3 separate regions of the Danio rerio genome follow, and all the other regions are linked to region 1. The links are chromatin contacts, called in public HiChIP or PLAC-seq and Micro-C maps. All regions are on one chromosome and are shown on one strand. The core of a region is the stretch at or near the end of the contact, and the rest is flanking DNA. Distances in the headings are between cores, read along the strand shown.

Region 1 (4,371 bases), core at 1,101-3,600:
TCGTATGATAATGGTTCGAAAACTTGTACACCCACGTTATAGAAAATATTAAATAGAAATTTAAAAATGAGGAAAAATCAAGAAGCAAAAAATATTTTAAAATTTAGTTGAAATTTTGTAGGTTGTAGTTTTTATTTTTGCAAAATTTTGCTTGAATTTAATTGTATCATCTTTCAATTTCTAAATATTTTTGATGACGAGAATACTATTTAATAAAAATATCTGTTTAATAAATCAGTTTTGTTTAAATGCACCAACACACATTGCCTAAATTCAATGATAAATGGATAAAAATATTCATTTTCAAAATGAGTTGAACTCGATGAGCACTGTATTTAAACAAAAAAAAAAAACCCTAACACGTATTTAAAGTAAACATTAATATAGCTTTTAAAATTGTTTGCCTTTCTGTCAGCAGGTGATATCTACTAACATGAAAAATCTTAATCGAAACTGTATATAGTCAATAACATGTCTTTAAAGAATTCAAGAAAGTATTTCAATCATCAAAAGACCGGCAAATTTTCCCCTTTTTTATTAATTTAAATGTTTAGGAGGGAACACATTCTTCATAGTGCATGATTGATTTTCATTCATTATTTTAACTATTTTAAATTTGGCATCCTGGCTAAGTGCTTGATTATCAATATTATCAGGAGTGTAAAAGACAAAAAAAAGGTTTTGTGTCCAGTGTCACGTAGGCCAGCTTGTCAAGTGAGTGTTTTGAACCTGTTACTAAGCATTTCTCGGTCCTGCACAGCTTAATGCATTAACACAATGATGACAATGGAAACAAGATGACGAGATTCCCACTCCGATAAACCAAATCTCACATCTGCTGCAAATAATTAAATATTAATCACACGCTGTACAAAGAGAATCCAGGCAAATGGAGAACAGAGACTTTTGTTGAACCTCTATGTAAAATCAGAACAGTCTGCATGCAAACACAGGACATTTATGGACATAAATACAAAAAAAAAACATAAACTGCCAAAAGACAATTAAAGACAGCAGCTGTGATGAGTGGCTAGAGATAAACCACTGTATATTCTGTCCAAGAAAACAGTTCACCATTTACTCACACTGAAGTGTTTCCAAATCTTTTACAAACAAATATTTTTCAAAGAATGTTAGAAACCTGTAACCATCGACTTCAATTGTGTTTGTTTGTCCTACTATGTACATAAATGGTTACAGGTTTCTTTGATATATCTTCTTTTGTGTTGAACAGAAAAAAGCTTTGAAACAAGTAAAGAATGAGTAAAATGATTTCACTTTTGGGTGAACTGTCTCATTAAGGTACCCAGGTAAAAGAAAAAAAACTCCTGAATCACTCCAGACTGTGATCATTATCCCAGTTTATACAGTTATACATCCCTCTCAGAGGGTCACTTTAGGCCCTGGGTATGGTTCACCACCACACCAAAATTCACTAGGCTGGGGTATTTCCATTAGCCACACGTCCCCTTGATCCTGGACTTCACTCTTTTTATCTGCAGCCTCTGAATGAGCTTGCAAAACTTTATAATAATGGCAGTCTCTCCCTTCGTCTGGGTCGTACGGGGGTGCTAAGATGTCCAGGAAAGCGGTGGGTCCGTCAACAGCGTCTATCTGGTGGATATTGTCCTGCTGGGGTGAGAGCACACACGGGCTGCTGTCCTCTGTGAACTCCCCGACGGACTTCAGCACTGAGGGCCGTAAGGAGCCCCTCTGGAAGGGCATGAGCGGAGGGTTGAACTGCACGCCGCTGGCGCCGTCTCTCGGTTTATCCAGGCGGTCGAAACAACTGATCCGCACCTTCCCGTAGATCACCTTCAGCATGCCGTACATCCCCGGATGGTCGTGCAGGGGTATCGAAGCCCCCGTTTTCAGCAGAAACACCCCCATGCTGAAGGAGTCGGTCTCGCAGATATGCATGTATGTGACGGGAGGAGCGATGCGCTGATGCGGCACCGGGGCGCTCTCGGGGGTCCGGGCTGCGATCTTCAAGTCCGCCGCTCTGACCTCCGCCAAGAGGCTTTTCAGCTTGCTTTGGTTCTCCAAAAACACTTTGTTGTGCTCGCCGATGACAGACGGGTTTCGGAATGTTGCGAGGGCCTGTTTGGCGATTTTCTGGACTGTGGAAGTCATGTTGTCTCGTGGCATCATAATAACGCAAGTGTCTAGCAGCGTCGACTTGACTTTCAACTTTGCGCGAAATCAAGTGCAGCCCTGTCCGTTTCCGTATCGTTTTAGGCCATCAAAATCATGTGTAAAAGCTTAACTTGAGCGTACTGTCGGGAATACCGTTAGGATCAAGTCATTTCTGTCCATGACCACTCCATATACAGGCATCCAATTCACACGTACGCAATGTCAACAAACGCTATACGTCACACCGAGAATTGTGGGAAATGTCGTTTTGTTGTTTTGAAATTTAGACCAAACTTCAAAACGTGTCGTTATTGTGACGCGCGGTTTAGTGTTTGTAAGCTTTTGCCAAACTCATTTTGTATGAGTAACAAGACAGTAGCATACTCGCATCATAAATGTACGTTGTAAGAGATATCACGCTTAAACTGGTTACTACAATTCCCATACACTGACCTTACAAGGGGCAATGACACTTCAGTCCTTCACCGCCACTCAGAGAAAAGTCACGCTTTGAAAATGCTCTGATACGGAAAAAAAAAGAGGTCACGGTCGGTTTGGTGACCGCGAAAAGTATTTAAAGACATAAAACTGTACATATAGGCTAATATTGTTAAATTTAAAAACAACTGAATTTTACTTTAAAGCCCAAAAGTTAATCTGTATGAACAATCACAAACACCACAATTAAAATAGGGTTTTTGCAACAAAACCATTATTATTGTATCATTGCCAAAGTTTAAACGATTAACCTTTTTTGTTTGTAGTAAAACTATATTCTTAAAGGGATAGTTTGCCCAAATATGAAAACTGCCTTACAATTTACTCACCCTCAAGTGTTTCCAAACCTTCGGGAGTTTCTTTATTCTGTCACACGAGAAGGTATTTTGAAAAAGCTGAAAACCTGCAACATTTGGCTTCCATATTTGAAACAAATAGCTATAGAATTCAATTGTTTCTTCAAAATATCTTACTTTGTGTTTAACAGAATAAAGAAACTTAAACTGATTGTGAACAAAGGTAAGTAAAGGATGACAGAATTAGCAGTTTTGGTAGAAGTTTTCTTTTAAAGGACAATAATTACAGAAAGCTGTCTAATATTGTAAAAACGAATTCTCTACATTTACACTGATATAGCCTAGTTTAAATTCTTCACAATAATATTTGTAATCAATCTGCAATAGTTAGTGTGATTATCTGCAATCTACCAAATATAAATATGTCCTCCTAAGATTGTTTTGCCCTTGAATATGCCATGAAATCTGATTTGTTATTCTTGAAACATTGAAAAAAAACATTTAATTTCAAATGAATTGTTTTAAATAGACATTTTTAATCAGTTTTAGCATATTTATAGAATTATTTAAAAAAAAATCCAAATCTGAACCCTACAAATACTAATGTCTTAATAATTAAATGTTCACAAAAATCAGGGTTCATACACATTTTAACTACTAAAATTCCATGACTTTTCCAGGATTTTTTAAAGACACTTAAGTCCATTTTTATGACAAGTTTCATGCAATGTCTACATATGCGTGATAACAGAAAAACACTGCATGTTCAAATTTATTTCATCATCTCGTAAAACACGCAACAATATATTCAGTTTAAATTTGCATGTAAAATTTAGACAATGCTTACACCGCAGTAATAATGTGAAAGTATGTGATTAGCCAAGGACAGAAAAGAAGTAAAGACAACTAACCTATATTCTGGTATACAGACATCTGTTTTCCATGACTTTTCCAAAACTTTAGGTTTTTCTGTTTTTCCAAAACTTTTCCATGCCTGGAAAATACAATGTCAAAATTCCATGACATTTCCAGGTTTTCCATGACCGTATTAACCCTGAAAATGTTTCATGAATAATGGTTTGATTATGATTTTAAACAAAAGATACCCATGAAGAAATCTATTAACGTATCTGGAAAAACAGCAAAATGTTAGAAAAACCTTTTCATAACAGTAGCCTATTTTGAGAATGTTCCCTTTTGGAAATCTACTGACACTTGTGTGACCCTGAAGGGGAATTTACACAATACACCCACTAAAATTAATCTGACAAAAAACAGCAGCAGCAGCAGCAGCAATAGAATCCAATTTGTAATGATGTAAATCATTATAACATAAGTTAACCCAGCAAACAATTTTAAACAATTCTAATAGACATCTGAATGTAGACAGCTTGGCTAAAACAAGGCTAAACTTAAGCTGTCAGAGACAATCTAATAGACC
Region 2 (4,371 bases), core at 770-3,269, 190 kb before region 1:
AACACATTTCTAAATGCTTTAATAACTCATTTCTAATAACTGATTTATTTTATCTTTGCCATGATAACAGTAAATAATATTTAACTAGATATTTTTCAAGACACTTACAGAATACTTACAACTTACAGTGACATTTAAAGGCTTAAGTAAGTTAATTAGGTTAATAAGGCAGGTTAAGTTAATTAGGCAAGTTATTGTATAATGATGGTTTGTTCTGTAGGGAAAAAAATTTAGCTTGAAGGGGAATATAATTTTGACCCTAAAATGGTTCATGAAAAAAAAATGCTTTTATTCTAGACAAAATAAAACAAATAAGACGTTCTCCAGAAGAAAAAATATTATCAGACATACTGTGAAAATTTACTTGCTCTTTTAAACAATTTTTAAATGGAAATATTTAAAAAGGAAAGAAAACATGAAAGGTAGCTAATAATTCTGATGGGAGACTCCCAGGGAAAACGGGAATATTGGCAGGTATGATTATGTACTGTATAAAAAAAATTAGTTATAATAAATGAGTTATTAAAACTAATATGTTAAGGAATTAGTTGAAAAATATCTGCTCTCTGTTAAACAGAAATTGGGGAAAAAAAATAAACAGATGATAATAATTTGGAGGGGGCTAATAATTCTGACTTCAACCGTATATATATATATATATATATATATATATATATATATATATATATATATATATATATATATATATATATATATATATATATATACACATATATACACATATATACTTTTTAACATGCAATTCATTAACGAAAGAAAAAAATATTCATAGAGAAAGAATATTTCAATAGGGCCCCATACCTGGAATTGCTTAGTTAGGGCCTCAAAATCAGTCTGCCCCTCTGTGGAACCTATCTGAAGTGTTGATTTTTAGAAAGTTATTTCACTGATTTGAACCAATAAAAACTTCAGAAATACGAACTAAGGAGTCAACAGGACAAAAAAGTCAATGAAATTACTTAATTTTTTTTTCAGTTGTGGTTTTAGAAATGCAATTTCACTGATTTGAACTGATTACAATATTCAGTAAATATGAACTAAGGGCCATACAGAACAAAATCACTAAAAAGTCAAAGTCAATAAATTGATTCTTTTGAAAGTTTGAATCTTAAAAACTATTAACTTATCTGTGCCAATCGTGACGTTCTATGAACTAAAGAGTCAATAGAGCAAAATAACGCAGTAGTCGAGAGACAACCTGTTGGAATCGCTGTTCTTCAAATACAATTGATCTAATTTGACTTAAAAACTAACAACAAAAGATTGAATAAAAGATTCTCATAGGTCCATGCCATAGGGTCCATGCAGAGAAACCGACTCTTTATAGAGTCATAGTTGAGAGCTATTTTGAGCCAATCTCAAAGATCTTGCGATGTTGCCCAGGGCATCACCAGCATAAGCGTGGACGGAACAAAAAAAGTCAAGTTTGAGGAATCGACATATTAAACATTCATTAAAATAAAGTTACAAATATGCAAAAAAATAAGTGCATAAATATAAACAAACAAATAAATGACAATAATAATAAAAATAATAACAACAACAACAACAAATAAGTAAATAAAACATGCTTAATTTGTAAACTGAGGTACCCTAATTGTTAAGTGTGTTGTAATACTTTAATAACTTGCAAATGATTCTAGCTACAAATATTACCCAGAACGCAACAGCATGCGTCATTCACTGTTTTGTAAGGATACATATGATGACTGGTACAGCTGTAGCGATTCGACCCACCTCAGTGTCCTTCTGCATTATTTTCTTGACGCGTCCCTGCATGGCCGAAAGTCGAACAACAGCAGGATGAGTGGAACGGTTCGCAGTCGCAGAGGTGCCCCACAAAGCTCACAAAACTTCCAAGTACAAAAATACTCACGGGTGGAAAGCGAACATTAAACTTTCTCTTTTGTCCGGGCATTTTGAATACTTAAATATCCGCATTAGGCTTACATTTTGAACCATTTTACGATTCGGAGTGCGGAGCTCCATTTGTTTACCTTTTACAGGAAGTGTTGAAGCAGAAATGAATGGAAGAACAGGTGGGTCGAGCCAAGGTAACGCCCCTGTCACGTGCGGCGTGGCGTTTGTAAACAGTACATTGTTACCTATGTTTTATCATTTTAATAATAATAACAATAATTTAAAAAGTCAATTGTGAATTTCTATTTTACAAGTAAATTTTTTATATTTACAAAAAAAATGCTACAGTGTCGGATAGTTACATTTAAAAGACATGGATTTCATTCTACGGTAAGGTAGGACTGTAGAGTATTGAAACCCGTTCCCGCCACTGAATAAAAAAAAAAAAACAAAAAAAAAAAAATACAATGTAAAAAAAATAATAAAGTCAGAATTCTGAGTTTTACAGTCAAAATTCCATTCAGATTTCCATTCAGATTTGTGAGTTATTAAGTTAGAATTCAGTTATTAAGTCAGAGTTCCGAGTTATTAATTCAGAATTGTGAGTTATAAAGTTAGAATTGTGAGTTAGTCAGAATTATGAGTTATTAAATCAGAATTGTAAGTTATTAAGTCAAATTTGTGAGTTATTAAATTATAATTGTGAGTTATTAAGTCAGAATTGTGTTATTAAGTCAGAATTGTGATTTATAAAGTCAGAATTATAAGTTATTAAGTCGGAATTGTGAGTTATTAAGTCAGAATTCTGAGTTATTAAGTCAGATTTTTGAGTTATTAAGTCAGATTTGTGAGTTATACATCATAATTCTGAGTTATAAAGTCAGAATTGTGAGTTATTAAGTCAGAATTTTGAGATATGAGTCAGAATTGTGAGTTAGCCTGTTAAGTCAAAATTGCGAGTTATAAACTTAGAATTCTAAGTTATTAAAGTTCTGACTTAATTACTAGCAATTCTGACTTTATAACTCGGAATTCTGAATTTACATATTTTTTACATTGCATTTATTATTAATATTTTTTTATTCAGTGGCGGGAATGGGCTTTAATAGGTTTTGAATGTAAATAGATACATAATACCAGAACACAGTTGGTTCAATATTTAAACTCATAGTCGTTTTTCAGCATTTATTACATGTAAATATGTCAGATGAAAAAGTCATACAACTCAACTTATAACCAGCAGGTGGCAGAAGTACAGCAGTTAAAGGGATAGTTCACCCCCCCCCCCCCCCCCCCCCCAAAAAGTCTTAATTTACTCACCATTAATTTGTCTCAAATCTGTTGTTAGATTTACTTCTCCTCTGTTGAACACTAAATAAAAAAAATCTTAAGAAAGCTGGAAATTGCATGGTAACCAATGAATTCCACAATATTAGTTTTCCTTATTATGAAGTCAAGGTTGAATGGTTTCCAATGATTCATTTTCCTTCGGCCAAGTCCCTGATTTTTCCCAAGTATTCTGGCATTTGTTTTACACAGTGCCAGTGGATACTCTTCCAGCCGCAAAACAGGGTGTCCTGACATTTTATCCCACCCATTAAATTATGCTACCAAAAGTGTATTTGAATATTTCTAAAGTTTGGGGTTAGGGATTAGGTAGGTTAGGGCGTTATTACATCACACTCCACATGAAAATTTACACTGGTAGCAAAATCTGACGAGTAGTATATATTTGTGTTGTGCTCTATGCATTTCCAGTTCACGACACACGAGGGCAGTAAGATAACAGTAATGTCCTGTAATTATCTGTAGCCTAATGATCTATAATTATCTGTCATGAATGTTCTGGAGTGTTCTGAGTTTCATTTTCAAAAAAACTGAAGTTACATTGTAAAACATGTAATTAGAGTGTAGAAATTGTGCATAATGTTTTGCCCCATTGTTAAGCACACAAATATCATTGCACTTGCATAAGTTTATTTTTATCATTCACATGACAACACTGGTCACGCTCTATGACCTCAACCTCTCCAAGTTTACACTATAGTCATCTGACAGAATTAACCACAAACACCACTTTTGGGCGCTTTTAGGAGAAATGTTAATATAATTAGACCAAGCTTTTTTTTTTTCCCTTTATTGCAAATACAATATCTAAATACAGCAAAATTACATTAAACTTAAATTATATATCTAATATGGAAGAGTGTCATATTAGATCTCTCTCTCTCTCTCTTTCTCTCTCTAAAAAAAAAAAAAAAATATATATATATATATATATATATATATATATATATATATATATATATATATATAATATATATATATATATATATAAAATATATATATATATATCGGCTGTATATCGGCACTGGTGGGAGGCGTGCATTGACACGAGGCCGCAGGTCGAGTGCCTTAGTGGCCCCACCAGTGCCGATATACAACCATATCGCACTGCTACTCGTGTGATATTGCGTTTATACAACAGTT
Region 3 (4,371 bases), core at 1,164-3,663, 140 kb after region 1:
GTATGATAAACCACTCAGTATTTTTGTGGGGTGGGGGTGGGGGGATGGGGGAGGGTCTTTTTCTTTTTGCATGGGATATTAGGTTAAGCACTGAAATTTTTGGTCATTATTTGGTCATTTTTGGACATTATGCTTATTTTGTGCACTTGTGGTACCACTACATTTGACTACCTGGGCTCCTCGAGGTACATTGTATTATATTTGCAGTTCTTGTATTTAATATGACGTCACACATGACTTTTAAAACATTTTTGAACAATTTCCAGGGTCAAATACTGGAATAAATGGCTTTGCACAACTTTGAAATAAAGGTGTAGCGTCTCTGTGAGAGTTTGTTGGGTGATTCTTTCAGCTTCCAGTGTGTAGGCTGATATCAGGCATACTGGGCCACTTTTTTGTTAATCTGGGTTGATTTTTATATTTTTGTGTTAAATTGATGAATAAAATATAATTGTTCAGACCCTACAGGTTTTAAAAAATTAGCTGCTCCACATTTTTTCAGATTGCACTATTTAGGTAAAATGGGCCGGCTGGTCAGAAAAACTGGGCCAGTCAAACTGCAAAGTCAAATAGAAACATACATTTAATTTTTTTTATTTTCATAATGTAACTGAACATTGTACTTTCAATTGCAATAAAACTTCTCTTTGAATTGGATGAAATAAAATAAAACATTAATTTTAAACCATTTTGTCAATAAAACCTACATTTCATGAACAAAATGCACCAATAACAATTTGTTTAATGGCAACAAATGACTGCAAAAAAAAAAAAAAAAAACAATCAATGGATTTTATCAATAGAAAAAAATAGCAAAGATCGAGATCGATGTAAAGTTTTTTTTAAAGCATTAAAACATGTTTTTTGAAGATAAAGCCATAGTCATCAAAATGCCATTCTGTTCTTTATTTGTGTTTACACATACACCGTAGAGCACAGATAAACAGACATATTTGGAAGGTAAAATGTGAAAAGGGCATGCCACAAATGCTAAAACACAAGATATACAAATATAAATAATTTTTAAAAGGAAAAACTAGCAGAATTTCTGATTAAACTTAACTCAGAAGTGGCCCATTTTAACTGAAATAACGGCTCATTTTATACACATTCAGGTAAATTGGGCCAGCAACTAAAAATGATTTACGTATAAAAATCTAGTTTATTTAATTTTATGTCAGAGGGGCCATCAAGACATGAGTTATAAATAATTCATTTAAAATGTGCTTTCATTTGTTTTCTTTTTGGCTTAGCCCCTTAATTAATTAGTGGGCGCCACAGCGAAATGAACCGCCAACTTATCCAGCATATATTTAACGCAGCAGATGCCCTTCTCATTCTCTCATTCACACAAATATACTGCATACAATTTAGCTTACCCAATTCACCTATACCACATGTCTTTAGACTTGCGGGGGAAACCAGAGCAGTTGCGAACACGGGGAGAGCATGCAAACTCCACACAAAAATGCCAACTGACCTAGCCGAGGCTTAAACCAGGGAGCTTTTTGCTGTGAGGCAATCGTGCTACGGCCACGGCGCCACCACGTTAGCAACACCCCAGTTAGCAACATTAGACCAATAAAATGATTTGCTAAATATTGAGTACTGATATGGAAAAAGTTGCAGCTATATGTTCACTTTCAAAGAAAAATAAGACACTTCAACCTTAAAAAGCACATTTTATCTGATAAACCAATTTGTCACTATACCTTCGTTTTCTGAACTATCATGTGAAATATATAACAATATCATCAATTCAGGGGGCATAATGGTTAGCACTGACGATTTACATGAAGAATGCTGTGGTTCAAGCCTCGGCTGGGTCAGTAGGCATTTCTGTGTGGAGTTTGCATGTTCTCCCCCGTGTTGGCGTGGGTTTCCTCCAGGTGCTCCAGTTTCCCCCCACAGTCCAAATACATGTGCTATAGGTGAATTGGATAAGCTAAATTGTGTGTGTGAACGAGTGTATGGATGTTTCCCAGAGATGGCTGTACTGGATAAGTTGGTGGTTCATTTCGCTGTGGCGACCCCTGATCAACAAAGCGACTAAGGCAAAAAGGAAATGAATGAATGAATTTTATGATTCACCTAAAAGTTCATGCATTTCTATGCAAATATAGTTACAGATGTTTGGAGATTTTTACCTTCATAATTTGATTGTTATTTAGAAGATATTTCTTTTTTTTTGATTAAATAAAGCCAGAAATTCTTTGAAGCACGTAGACTATATTCATCATAGCTTATTTATCTAGATCTGCTGTGTGGTATGATAAAAAGCGAGCGAAATCATATCTTTAATTTTGCTTTTTTAAAACAACATTTATTTTCTGGGAAACGTTTTCTACAGTGTATAACTGCAACGCGTTTTTTTTTTTTGTCCAAACCGGCCACTGTAGTTGATACGTCAGTGGAGTTTAAGATGGCGGCCACCTTGACGAGAGGACTGTCAGGTATGAAATGTGCACATTTAACATTTGGATGATCAGAAATACTTTATTGACATAAAATTGATTGCGATCTTAATGTTGATGCACATTAAAATACAAAAATAAAGCGGTCTATGTTTACAACTTGTCAATATAGTAACGTTACTTGATTTTTGTAATGGAAAGATTAAGTGTTTCCCTTCATGCTGTATAAATGTATCATTTATTTAAAACTGTGCTTTATTATTTTGCATTTGTTTTCTAATTATTTTATATTTTGCGGAAATTTTTGTATTGTGTTATTGCATCGATCCCTTACGAAAATTAATCATTTATCATAACGTTAGTAACCATGTTTTTTGCGTGTTGATTTCCACCAATATGGAACAAAATACTATAGTAATTCAAAGTAAAGTACAGTTAAGTGTATTATACTGTATATATTATAGTATTTACACTTCACCTCTATTGAATATTTAAGTGAACTGATAAACTGTAAGTAATACTGTTGTTCTTTAGTTTTTACCACAGTAAACTGTGGTGTTTTGTAGTTTAATATTCAGTATATTTATAGAAAACTACAGTGTAGGGTCATTTGTTTATTTATTTGTCCTAGTTGCCGTGTTACTATATAATTACTACAGCAGACTATTTCAAGCATTTTACTATAGTATGGTTCAAAAACACCCTATTTACTACAATTTATTTTTATGTGGGGACAGTTTTACTACAAATGCTATGCTTTAAGTATGGTAAGTATAGCAAACCCATGGTTAACTTGTGTTTACTAGCTACACTAGCGATTTTGTTGTTGTTAATTTTCGTTTAGTTTTTAATTAGACACTCATTGTTATTTATGTGTCTGTAATGTGTAAACTACACTAGTTTGTCATCTTCTGTTCAGGTTTGCTGAGACCACTGTCAGTTTTCGGCAGGGAATGTCTCTCTTCTGCTGTCAGACTCGCACAGAGCCCTCGCTTCTCGACTGTTTTGCCGAATCATGCTTTCAGAACACTGACCCCGGCTCACACCACTGCTCCTGTGCAGCTGACTGGACTGCTCAGTCGGTAAGACACTGCCTGTTTATAGTTTAAAAACATACATTTTCTTACGTCCAGATGGTACCATGAAGTCCTGTTCAAATGATAACTATAACCACAATAAATGAGTTAAAAAAATCCTTTCACTTCCAAAGTGAAAATTGGGAAATCGACATCACTATTGAAAGCCCCTATCAGTGTAAGGTTTTTAATGAACGTTAGCCTTAAAGGAACACTACAAGTTTTTAAAAATAGGCTCCCCCTAAAATAAACAGTTCAGCATTTTTTAATACATTCATCTGATATTTGAGTCTGGTGAGAGCACGTTTAGTTTAGCTTAGCATAGATTATTAAATCAGATTAGACCATTAGCATTTCGGCGAAATACTCAAGGAACTTTGCTGTTGTACCATGGCTGCAGCTCATGCAATCATATTATGCAGTGCCTGAAAATAGTCCCCAGCTGTAACTTTTTTTTTTACAAGTCAAATCAGAAACATTTGTTTGGAAGTCTGTCATGTATTATATCTACAAACTGTATTGTACATAAACCATAGAAACATTTACACATTTTGAATATTATACAATAATTTTACTGATATTAAAATAAAAACTAGGTGAGGTACATAGCCGTGGTACGAGTGGTGTAACGGATCACAAATCCAAATCACATTATGGTTGTTTAGTCATGTACCAGACCATTTTTTGGATCAGCCAAAAAGGGGAGGAGACAAAAGTAATTTGCTTTCCATTTATTACATAAGCAGTACTGCAAGAAAGTTTTCATTTTAACAAACAGAACTTATAACCTGTCATTTTATTAAAAATAAATTAAAGAAATAATCAGCTGAATAAAAATAAAAAGTTAAATATTCTTACTAGTTCTTAATAGTTCTTACTAC

The links. A called contact is a pair of places that touch in the nucleus more often than the background predicts. HiChIP or PLAC-seq counts read pairs in DNA pulled down with a chosen protein or histone mark.
Region 2: a contact with region 1 is called in an H3K4me3 HiChIP or PLAC-seq map of pancreas, with 7 times the contacts expected there. The contact joins the promoter of LOC100535468 here to the promoter of adob in region 1. A contact is called at or near these places in 3 of 4 datasets of contacts at active chromatin or transcription factors (embryo, gastrula embryo and pancreas).
Region 3: a contact with region 1 is called in a Micro-C map of caudal fin, with 5 times the contacts expected there. The contact joins the promoter of mrpl35 here to the promoter of adob in region 1. A contact is called at or near these places in 3 of 18 Hi-C or Micro-C datasets (caudal fin, hematopoietic stem cells and an unstated tissue).

What each region holds. Positions count from the first base shown.
Region 1 is chr17:48,639,026-48,643,396 of GRCz12tu, reverse strand. It overlaps adob (2-aminoethanethiol (cysteamine) dioxygenase b), which reads right to left and starts at 2,350. Exons shown (of 1, transcript NM_213193.2): 1 at 520-2,350. The coding sequence starts at 2,148. The coding sequence ends at 1,384. All of the region lies in intron 5 of znf365 (zinc finger protein 365), which reads right to left.
Region 2 is chr17:48,826,939-48,831,309 of GRCz12tu, reverse strand. It overlaps LOC100535468 (dr1-associated corepressor), which reads right to left and starts at 2,019. Exons shown (of 8, transcript XM_073927744.1): 1 at 1,898-2,019; 2 at 1,722-1,794; 3 at 823-876.
Region 3 is chr17:48,495,408-48,499,778 of GRCz12tu, reverse strand. mrpl35 (mitochondrial ribosomal protein L35) reads left to right here and starts at 2,413. Exons shown (of 4, transcript NM_001076725.1): 1 at 2,413-2,453; 2 at 3,334-3,496. The coding sequence starts at 2,423. si:dkey-21a6.5 reads left to right here. Exons shown (of 9, transcript XM_695132.8): 9 at 1-328.